Regions from separate parts of the Mus musculus genome. Here region 1 is linked to region 2. The links are chromatin contacts, called in public HiChIP or PLAC-seq maps. All regions are on one chromosome and are shown on one strand. Each heading gives the region's core, a stretch centred on a gene start, on an enhancer-like site or on the middle of the called end of the contact. The rest is flanking DNA. Distances are from core to core; before and after follow the strand shown.

Region 1 (2,700 bases), core at 45-2,544, 160 kb after region 2:
TGCATGCATGTGTGTCTGTCTGTCTGTGTGTCTCTCTGTGTGTATCTCTCTCTCTCTCTCTCTCTCTCTCTCTGTGTGTGTGTGTGTGTGTGTGTGTGTGTGTGTGTGTGTGTTTGCTTGTGAGTGAAAGAATTCACAAGGAAGAGTAAAAAGCACAGATAATCAGTTGTTCAAGCCAATGTACATCACACATGGCTTTGGAATCAGCCCATCTGGATGGTCCTGCCACAGAATAGAAACCTAACATCTTCTCTGTGGGCTAAAGGGAAGGAGGGAATTCTGGCTCTGCCAAAGGGAGGAGCCAAGCCTGGAGGTGTGGCATACTGGCTTCATCTCCTATGAGACTAGAATCAGAAAAACCTACTGTCTTCCCAGCTTCCCCCCTCATACTGGATTCTGGCTCTGCCTGGAATCTAGAAGTGCTTTAGCATGGCCCACATCCAGCTCTGCAGACACAGCACTCACCAGCCATTCCCCTGGTCCAACATCAGAGCCGAGCAAGCCCTTTTTTTCTTTTTCTATCCCATGGCCTGCAGGCTGAGTGTGGCTGGCTGGGTGTACTAAGAAGTAGGCAAAGGGCAGCCATGCCATTTGGGCAGCTAATACCAGGGGCCAAACCAAGAGTCCAGGAAGCCACAGCACCCCAACTTGCCTATATGGAAAGCATGTTAGTTTTTTTTCCCCCTTCTAGGTAGCTTGGAAGCTGGGACTTCCCCAGACAGTCCTTGAGACTTGAAGTGGGTTAGTCTCCGGGCTCGGTTAGCACCCTTCTCCCAGTAGCTGCTAGAGGGACAGGTGGAGGGGGACAGATAGGGACTGCCTGTCCAGGAGCCAGTCAGGACTCAGAACTGTCCAGAACAAACACCGAAACTACATAGATCCTCCTGCAGTCCCCCTTTGCCTCACGAGACAGAGGAATGGCTAGCGGATGCCATCCCTTGGAACAAAGTCTTACTGCTTGACACATATCCTTTTAAATTTGCTACTTGGTTTGGATCTAGATTAGCACTTCTTAGCTAGGTGTCCTTAAGGAGGGCACCAAACCACCTCCCAGTCACTGATGATCTAGCAATACAGCAAGCCTGATAATAAACACACCACTCAAAGGAAAGGCTTGCGTGAGGACCAGCTACATGCACAGCCGTTTGCACAGTGTTCAGCTCCTGGGGACAGCCTGGCCTCTTCACCTCTGAATGGAAAAGTTCTTCATCTCAAGTCCGGACTCATTGTGCCTCCTGCCCTGATATTGCTTCCAATCACAAGGGATTTGAGTGGCAGATCTGGGAGCAGCTGGGGGCGGGGGAGGGGGTCATGGGAGGACACCCAAGTCTCCATTTCCATCTGAACTGCTAGGAGAACAGGCCTGAGGGATGTCAGGGTTAGCACTCCGTTCTCCCCCTTCCTCTTCTCCTGTCTTGCCCTGCCTGTAAGGCTCTGTCAGCCACCCCGCTGCCTTGGTCAGGCCAGAACTCGTCCGGCCGGCTTGCCTTGGTACCTAGGCTTATCCAAACATCTTCATCTCTTTTCATAAATCCAATCCCTCCTTATCAGCCCCTCCATCGGGAGGAAGGGCAGGAGGGGCTTGACTGAAGTGTGGGGAGAGAAGCTTTAATTAGCCTCCTTGCTCCTCGGGGTCACCGGCAGTTCAATTGTCCTGCCTTCACATGTCCCCGATCACGTAGTGAGAACGGGAGCCCTGCAGCTGGGCTCTCAGAAACACTGCTCACAGCTGCTGCCTACCAGGCTGGGTCCTACCCCCGGCTGGTGCTAGGGCTGGACTCCAACAAGTTAGAAACAGAAATCAGCCCGTGCGATTGATACCTTCTCTTAGCACAAGGGTTCTCAGGCCTTCCACCAATCCCTGACGCATAGGAATTTCCCTAGTCCATTTTCTGACGGTACAATGACAGGAACAAAACCCCAACCTTGATCTCGGGGAACAAGCTGATTTTGCAGTGGGCATTGGAGCACCTATCTTATGCAAAACGAGTTTTGGCCAGCCTCGATGCTGTCTCCATAGAAATGAGGTGAAAGGCTAAAACATAGAACACAGGCTCTGGGAGATGCTACATACTGGCACCTTTGAGCCATGCAGTCTGGGACAAGTTTTTCCCCATCCTAAAGAGTAGGGGTGGTAACTCCCTGCCTCCCATGGCTGGGAGCCCCAAGCCAGATCACATGCAAACATGCCCCGTCCGTGCCAAACGCTAAACAAATGACATGTATTCTTAGCTATCCAACCCACTAGACATGTGGGAACATCTTGCCACAAATACCGGGCTTGGAGACTGATTCTGTTCGCGCTTGGATTCTTCTTTGATTCTGCTAGTTTCCTGCCGCCCTGGATTGAATCTTCAGCCCTTCACCGACACGGGCTTCAGCAGCCGGGACTAACTTCTCGCAGGGATGGGATGCTGACTCGGCTCCCGTGCATCCTAGCGGCCTACTCCTTCTTGCTCAACCGTTCCCCAGGCTGTGGGGGGAGCCAGGTACTGCAGCCCCAGACTTGGCTTTAAAAACCTTAAGCTCCAAGTGACTGAGCAGCCCAATCGGTCTTACTTCCAACCAAGCCCTCTGCTCCGCAAATCCACAGCTAGGAAGAACCTCAAATTCGTAATTCAACTAGAACACTCTGTTTTCCTTTCAGTACTAGGGATGAAGTCTGGTGCCTCATACACACGAAGGCAGGTGTTTTAGCAC
Region 2 (2,700 bases), core at 51-2,550:
AGATAATTTTCTTTCGATGATTTATTTTGATTTTTAAAATTATGTGTGTGTGGGTGGTGGTGGGGGTGCCCCACGTGTGTGCAGGTGTCCCTGGATGCTGCCAGAGAGAATCAGGATACCTGGACCTGGAGTTGGCAGTTGTTTAAAGCCCTATCTGATGTAGGCGCTGAGGTCCAAACTCTTCCAGAAGAGGAGCAAGTATTTTTTGAAACGGAGCCATCTCGCTAATCTCCAACAATTAAATTTTAAAACCACCACCACTACCATTCAATTTGTATTATTTGTAGCACATAGTATGTTTTTCTTCTTATTTTTTATTGCATTTATTTATTTAGTGTATGTGTGTGTGTGTCTGTCTGTGTCTCTGTATGTGTTGTGTCTGTGTCTCCGTCTGTGTCTGTGTCACAGGACATGTGCAGCCTAGGTGTCAGCCAAGCCTTTCCAAAGAGTGTTTCCCAAACCTTAGAGACTTGAGTCAGAGACAGCCCATCTGTACACACAACCTCCACCCACCTCCAGCTTCCCCAATAAACAAAGGCACACTGAGTCAGCTCCTGGCACGGGGTTCCTAATCTGAAGGCCGTGCCTCTTGCCCCTCTCTCTGTGCAGCTCACAAGAGCCATCCAGCCAACTACTATGGCTTTAAAATTCAGCATCCTAGTGTTCATAGGCAGTGTCCTTTATTCTTATGACACAGACCCAAAACCTTAGGAAGGACACAGAGTGGACTAGGAGAACCTGTTCTTTTCAAACAGTTACATGGTACTAATTTGTCTTGAGAAGACAGGCCAGGAATCCACAGGGTATCTTTGCATATCCTGGATCACCCAATTAAAACCATCTGTGACCCGTTCTGCCTCATCTTTCCCTACGGGCTTAACAAGAAACTAGCAGGGAGGAGGAACGGGGAGCACTCCTGTGGCTCCTGTCTGTGCCTGGCACTGTGTTGAGGGGTACCTTCCGAAGTAGATTCTCTTTGACCCTCACGAGATGGCATGGGATGATTTTCTCATTGCTCTGAGAAAGTTATCTTACAAAAGCAACTTCAGAAAGGTTTCTTTGGGCTCAGGTTTGAGGGAGACAACCTGTGACGGTGAGGAAGGCGAGATGGCAGGATCTTAGGGTGGCAGGATCTTAGATGGCAGGATCTTCTGGTCCCAGTGTGTAGTTTCTCTTTTTCATTGTGTCCAGGATTTCAGCCCATGGTGCTGCCCATATTTAGATTGGGATTTCCCACCCGAATTTACCCAGTCTAGAGACTCCATCATGGTCATGGTCATGGTCATGGTCATGGTCATGACAACAGGCTGTTTCCTAGGTGATTCTAAACATTCTGTCAGTGTTATTGTTATCAGTGTTAACACAGGAGCCCTACAGTCTAGAGGGCATTATCCCCATTTTTCAGTGGAGGAGGTAATGAAGGCTATGGAAGATGACTCCTCTGGGGCCCACAGTGAGGTATGTAGGATTTTGGTCATAACCTATCCCCAATTCCCAGTCTTCCTTACAATTGTGCTGTGCTGTTACAGAGTCCTGGAACAAGGGCCGAAGTGACATTGCAGCTGGACCACTGAAACAGCTTGCAAACTCCGGTTCATGTGACTCGAGGCCAAGGACTCCAAGATGGAGTGATGAGGAGAAGGAGAGAGCCAGATCTTAGCCTTGCCATTTGGAAGAGGGCTTTGCTAGTCATCCTTTTGGATCCTGCAATTCATCGTCCTGAGTGGATTTGTTGCAAAAGCAAGATCAGGACCAATCTGACATCTACAATGGCATCGTCTCCTACAGGGTCCATGATCTGCCAGTAGGGGATTCTCTGAAGCAATTAGGACAGATGCATTGTACAAGCTTACAGGCATAACACGGCCATCAGGCAAGGACAGCACCTTCAAATGGATACAGGAGAGTAACATATGGATGGAGAAGACACACTGTGAGCTCTCGCAGGCAACTTTTTCACTGTGTCTCTTCCTTCAGGCAACAGAGCCCTGGAACAAAACAGAATCTGGAAAATAGACATTGCATCGAATCTCATGTAGCTTCCAATTGTGCTTAAGCTTGTCTAAGGTGGAGGTTCGGGGAGGAGGAACTGTAAAATAATGTTTGGAACATTCTTCCTAAGATCCATAGCTCCACTTTGACTTCTTCAACATTAAGAGGGATAAAGTCCTGGTTGCTTCTGCTGTGTTCCCAAGGCTCATGAAAGCCAGACACTAGACTCCTGTTGGATCTAAAAGGAAACTCCTAAATAAGTCCACAATGTTACTGGGAAAATGTCTTGAAGGGCCAGTGTTTCTGATTTCTCAGGTACCAGCCATTATCTCAAGATCATCTTTTATTAAGAAATTGTCTCCCCCCACAAAAATAAAAAATTGTCCCCCCCAAAAAGTAGGCGGGGAAATGGATTAGCATGCTGGAAAAAGGCTAGAGGCTGGGAGTAAAAAGCGACAAAGGTTTGGCATAGAGGATTTTGCATCTTATTCCGAAGTTCACATTATATAGCATCTTCCATGGTATGTGACTGCTGATAAATATTCATTGGAAGAAGGAATAACCTAATGTGATGCAAATCACATGCAAAGCAATATGTAAATCAATCCATTCTATGAAGTCAATAGGTGAGGTACCATGCATATTAAAAGTACAGAGGGACAGCTTCTAAAGATCTAGGAGAGGCTCCTAATGCTAGCAGGGACCTTC

What was found. HiChIP or PLAC-seq counts read pairs in DNA pulled down with a chosen protein or histone mark.
Region 1: an H3K4me3 HiChIP or PLAC-seq map of embryonic basal ganglia shows a contact between it and region 2, with 2.6 times the contacts expected there. The contact joins the enhancer-like site here to the promoter of 1700012H19Rik in region 2. A contact is called at or near these places in 2 of 484 Hi-C or Micro-C datasets (brown adipocytes and liver), 5 of 115 datasets of contacts at active chromatin or transcription factors (embryonic basal ganglia, embryonic forebrain, embryonic stem cells and 2 more) and 1 of 9 other capture datasets (embryonic stem cells).

What each region holds. Positions count from the first base shown.
Region 1 is chr11:112,988,732-112,991,431 of GRCm38.p6, forward strand. No RefSeq gene overlaps it. Among named protein-coding and RNA genes, the nearest start is that of Gm46301, 130 kb to the left of the region's middle. Within about 2 kb of position 1,295, at least 31 of the 459 cell types and tissues checked have an H3K27ac peak or open chromatin away from gene starts, as enhancers often do. A contact at or near this core is called in embryonic basal ganglia, where this site is marked.
Region 2 is chr11:112,823,828-112,826,527 of GRCm38.p6, forward strand. It overlaps 1700012H19Rik (RIKEN cDNA 1700012H19 gene), which reads right to left and starts at 1,301. Exons shown (of 2, transcript NR_130164.1): 1 at 1,086-1,301.